2 separate regions of the Zea mays genome follow, and region 1 is linked to region 2. A link is a contact called in public Hi-C data. All regions are on one chromosome and are shown on one strand. The core of a region is the stretch at or near the end of the contact, and the rest is flanking DNA. Distances in the headings are between cores, read along the strand shown.

Evidence for each region. Hi-C and Micro-C count contacts between places; a contact is called where the count stands out from the background.
Region 1: a Hi-C map of leaf shows a contact between it and region 2, with 2.3 times the contacts expected there. The contact joins the enhancer-like site here to the promoter of LOC100193640 in region 2. A contact is called at or near these places in 5 of 25 Hi-C or Micro-C datasets (ear, leaf and tassel).

Annotation. Positions count from the first base shown.
Region 1 is chr2:72,930,156-72,932,855 of Zm-B73-REFERENCE-NAM-5.0, forward strand. No RefSeq gene overlaps it. Among protein-coding and RNA genes, the nearest start is that of LOC100193640, 75 kb to the left of the region's middle. Within about 2 kb of position 1,321, at least 16 of the 20 cell types and tissues checked have an H3K27ac peak or open chromatin away from gene starts, as enhancers often do. A contact at or near this core is called in ear, leaf and tassel, where this site is marked.
Region 2 is chr2:72,855,202-72,857,901 of Zm-B73-REFERENCE-NAM-5.0, forward strand. It overlaps LOC100193640, which reads left to right and starts at 1,408. Exons shown (of 1, transcript XM_020548334.3): 1 at 1,408-2,185. The coding sequence starts at 1,714. The coding sequence ends at 1,923. LOC100275333 reads right to left here and starts at 1,018. Exons shown (of 1, transcript NM_001364363.1): 1 at 289-1,018. The coding sequence starts at 758. The coding sequence ends at 546.

The DNA.
Region 1 (2,700 bases), core at 71-2,570, 75 kb after region 2:
ATCATACCATTTCAAGAATAGGTACCGCAGGAGGAGCATGAAAGATGTTGCGATAAGTTCGAAAAAGTCTAGACCGTGGTCTCCTAGTCAACTAAGATGGTGGATGATTGTTGCCGACATATGGTATATTCTATTTAGTTATTTTGTACAAAACTTATATTAAATAATAAAGATGTGACATTGTTTTCTGTATACTGAGTCATCATATTTGTGAGACTTAATCCTAGCACACATTTGAAATGTATCTGGATTTGTTATTAAATTCGGGTGTGACATATATATTTTTTATGAAATTTGTTTGGTTTCTAGCAAACGTGGACTAAGACATTTTCATTACCCCATTGATTCTTTTTATGTTTTTTGTTTGGATTGTTTTTAGCAGACCTATGCTCAGGGTCTTTCTCTTTTTATTAATCTCTCTCTTTTTGTTGAAAACAATGGTTTTTCATTTAGCCTATTGAAACACCTTTTCTTCGATGGATTTGTTTAGGGGCAAGGGGTAGCCCCTTTAGGCTAGTTTGGGAACCTTAAATCACCTTCTGAATTGGAGGAGATTGAGATAGAAATGAACCAATTTCATCTCCAATCCTCTTCAATCCTAAAGGGGATTTGCGTTTTCAAACTAGTTTAGGGCTGATTTAGTGACTAGGGATCACGAAGAAATCCATAGGAGAGGAATTCCTTTGCTATTCAATTTTGAATAGCAAGGGGATTATTATCACATGGATCCCCTCGTGATCCCTTATCACCAAACATGTCCTTAGGTCTTAGTTGCGTCTAAATCGAATGAGAGTGGAGAGGATTAAATCCCCTTCTAATCAATTATGACTAGAGAGAGATTTAATCTCCTCGAATCCTCTTTAATCCAGACGCAACCGAACAAACTCTAATAGTTGATTTGGTGACAAGAGGTCACGGAGGATTGAGGAAGAAATAAACTAATTTCCTTCTTAATCCTATCCAATCCCCGTAATCACTGGTCAACAAATCAGCCCTAATCCAAATCAGCTCTAATCCTTCCAATTCCTCTTGCTCGCAAATATGCCCTACGTCAGATTTCAGTCCCCTAGTCTGCCCATCTGTGATTTTTGGACTTCCGTTACCTCTCAGCCCACAAAAACGTTAGCAACTAGCATGGACCAAGGATAGGAAGAATGGAAGATTGGAGGAAAAATCTGGGATAGGCAGCAGAGAGTGGGGAGATCGGACTATGAATGCCTAGAGTAATTCTGGGTTCCATGTTCGATATCCTCGCGTCACGGACTGGGCTACGCTCACTTCACCGATAGCACACGGACCCAGTCCAGCCCAAAGACGCGATCATTCTGCTTCCTTGAGCGTTTGCCGATGTTCTGGCCCAAGCTGCAAGTAAGTTGATGTGCTAACAACGGCCCTATTTATTTCGGCTTATGGCCAGATTCTGATAGTTAGATCAGCTTTTGCCAGTCAAACTTTCGCTTTTCAGCCGTTTCGCTTTTCAGCCATGAATGCATGATTCGCCGGGTCATGACGACGCAAGGAATATATAGTTTTCTAAACTCTAAACCGTGCAGTCCGCTGTACACAAGCGGTTCTCGTGACAGTTAGATTCTACGTGAATCCAAATTGTCAGAAAAGCTTTTTAGAAAAAAAAGCTGTCCCAAACAAGCAAAGCGTGCTTCATCTTTACCCTTGAATATATAAGCTAGCAAGTTTTCTTGTTTGTGCTAAAATTATATACGGTAAACTCCAAAAGCAACAAAAACACACTATAAAAACTCAGCCACAAAGGTGTTAAAAATATAGGCATTTTCCATATCATTTTAATTCCATAAATTAACATTATGATGATGACATATAAAATATGTTTAATCATAGAAATCGCGATCTTAAATATATCCATAACAATATGGATCATGAGAACATAAAACATATAAATCATATAAATATAATAAGCATATAAACAGTCAGAACAATTGAGAATAAACAGACAACAACATAAACAGCATGACTATAAAATTAAGACAAACAGATTTATCATATTACTAGTATGAACAGGCATCAGACATGTCATGATATAATACGACAAAACAGATTGGATAAATTTATGGCTATATATGAAACAACAGGTATGAACATATGTAACATATATTATCTGCAGAATGTAAAACAGTAAGGAGATGAATTGATCATACCCTCCCATGCGCTCCGAGGATCTAGATCCCTGTCCAACTTCACTTGTCATGTCGTACGAGATGAAGACGCCAGGAACCAGCGATGAAGACAACGTTGGGCAGTCGCTTAGACGCTCCCCAAAAACCTAATTGCCGATCCCCCGAGCAGGGTCTCGAACGGCAAGGGCTCCGGAGGCACCTGCCCTCTCGCCTCTCTGTGCGTGCAGAGCTACGAGATGGAAACACCCTCACTTGCGGCTGGACTGTGACTCTGGAATGTTCTGTTCTCGTGTGTGTCAAGTGCCAGGGGTTCTCCTCTATTTAACCTCTCGCAGAGGGAAGCTGAAGGAGAAGAGTCTGCACGCAACACACCAAGAGACGGGCAGCTGAAGGACAACGGTCTCGCATGCAGCTGACGAAGAGACAAGCAGCTGAAAGGTTTACGCGGTTAGTGGGTGCTAAAAATTAACACAACCACACCACGCCCGCTCGTCTGCCTTCCTGCCTGCCTCGCCTCGCCCGGCCCGGCCGGCGGCGGAGGCGGCGC
Region 2 (2,700 bases), core at 158-2,657:
TCTCTAGGATTAAGGCCGAAATCCATCGACTTTTAGAGGCTAATTTTATTGGGTCTTGCAGATATGCATATTGGGTTTTTAACATTGTGCTGGTGGAGAAAAAAGATTATGGTAAGTTTAGTGTATGTGTTAATTTTCGTAATAACCAAACTAAACTATAGTAATAACTAACAAGAGAATATAATTCTGAAACGTTTTCTAGCAGAACCTGAATCCATAACAAATGTATCTTAAATAAAGTGAATCCATGAGTTGAAAATTGAAAAGTAGACCAACGATCGAGACAGATTTTGAAGCATCAGGATGATGCTAAAACAAGATCACGTACGTATACAAGTATACCCTTGTTAAAGTAGGAATACAGGTACAGCCTATGAAATGGCCGGGCGATCGACCGTGTGATATATATGACGAGAGAGAGCATATAATACAAAACAACGGGTTGACGAATAGACGACGACGAACAGGTACGTACGGTGCGTGCGGTGAAGATTAGCTAGGGAGCTCAGCTAGTCGCCCACAGGTAGCGAGCTGAGGTACAGCAGCTAGGCGCCGGTGTAGATGTGGAGTTTGCACGCCATGGTGACAATGAGGAAGAGGACGAAGAAGATGATGGTGTGGACGGTGGCGGCCTTGCCGGTGACGCGGAGGCTGCCGAAGTCGACCCAGCGGTGCATGCCGGGGAGCTCGATGAGCAGGCCCGGCGAGAGGAGCACGAAGAGCACGACGCCCACCACCACGGGCGCCCAGTCCAGCATCCCGGCCGGTCCTAAAAACTAGTCTAGACTAGGTAGTGCTAGGCTTGTATTGTACTGCTGCGTGCGCGTGGGTGTGTGTATTGCCGCGATGCATACTACGTGTGTGCGCGCTTGCATTTTGTGGAGCAGGACTGCAGGAGCAGCAGGAGGGAGAGGGAAACTGGGGCAATAATAATGGAGCGGAAAAGAGGGAGATTCATGGAGGAATGAGACGTCGACGAGATACCCATGCCTGGCTGAACCAATCGACGCCAAAGAGTGAGAAAGCGAGCAGGGGAATCGGAGGAGGAAAAGCATCGGGATGAGGATGGGGTGAGAGAGAAAGGGATGGTTGCTGACTCTTGATTAATTTGGCGGTACGGTGGGCATGTTTGCTTCCCTTGTTTCATTAACTTGAATCGGTTCTTTTTGCATCGATTTTAATCCAAATGAAAAACTGACGCTTGCTGTGTTTTTGTTTTGAAAAAAAAATAAACAAAGGATGGAGCGGAGCCGGCTGCCAGTGTACAAATTCTGCTGGACCCTTGAAGGGCCCAAGCCCAGCAGGCCTCCCGATTCCCTGCTGCTCCGGCACGGACCCGTGCGCCGCTGGGGCCCGCGTAGATCCGTTGCGTCGCCTCCCTCTCTCACGCACGGTCGCACACCAGACTCCAGTACTCCAATGTGCAAGCAAAGCAGCAAGCCAGCAAGCAACGGTTGGATTCCTTGCCCCCGCCCGGACCACGGAGAGAGGCTGGACCACGCAGGCTCCTGCCCCTGCCAATGACGCGTGGGGCCCGCCTCGCTTTCTTTACCCCTCTAAAAAGCCTGCCACTGCGGCGCTCCTCATTCCAATTTCCAAGAGAGACAGAGAGAGCGTGTGGATTTGGGGGAGCTTCTTCACTGGAGAGTGGAGAGCTCCGGTAGCGAGGCGAAGGAAGGAAGAGGGAGGAGGGGAATCAGAGAGGTCTCCCCGATGGCGGACTGGGGCCCCGTGATCGTAGCGACGGTGCTGTTCGTGGTCCTCACGCCGGGGCTGCTCTGCACGCTGCCGGGCCGGGGCCGCGTCGCAGAGTTCGGCAGCATGCACACCAGCGGCCTGGCCATCCTCGTCCACGCCGTCCTCTACTTCGCGCTCATCACCATCTTCCTCATCGCCATCGGCATCCACGTCTACGCGGGCTAGTAGCCGCCCGGAGCAGGATGCGATATACGGAGTAGTAGGTTGCGCCGCCGCCGTGATCCAGATCAAGATCTGTTTTTTTTTCTTTGTTCCTTTTCGCTCTCTCTCTCTCTCTGCCCTCCTCCTCGGATTTGCTGCCAGTATGGACGAAATCATTGATTATGGTCTGGACGTCTGCTTGTAATCAATCATGACTTGTGTAATCTTGCTTGCGGCCATCAGTATCGATCAAATATCAATCGCGCTCATTCCATATTTTTTTTAATTTGAATTGCTTCTTCGTTTGCTCTCTGAGCGTACCTCTGATTGCTTTTTTGCTTGCTTGGTGGCCGTCGCTTGCTTTGCCCATGTTCGGGGCCATTGATTGGTGAGGTCGATTAGTGTGCGCAAATCGCAATCCAAGTCGGGCCCGACCGGGTCCACCGGATCGGAATTGCCGTGCGGCGTGCGCACTAGAATTATGTCGGCTAAATCCAACGTAAAAGTGAAGGCAATAAGATTATTCTTTATATAGTTTATATAGTTTAGGGTTTAAGATTAAAGTTAGACGTTCGAACTCCGTAAGAATAATAGAAATCATTTTAGATTAAAGTCGAGCAAACAGACGGTTTTAATGCAAATTCAGTAACATTTTTTCCAGCACTACATCAAACTAACAATAAAACGATACCTTTCCAGCACTTCATCAAACTAAGAGGCTTTCTCCTTGTAGAATACGACGGAACCTGACTGCTCACGAGTCACAAAGCACCCACTTTCTTCTCTCTTATATTTCTACCT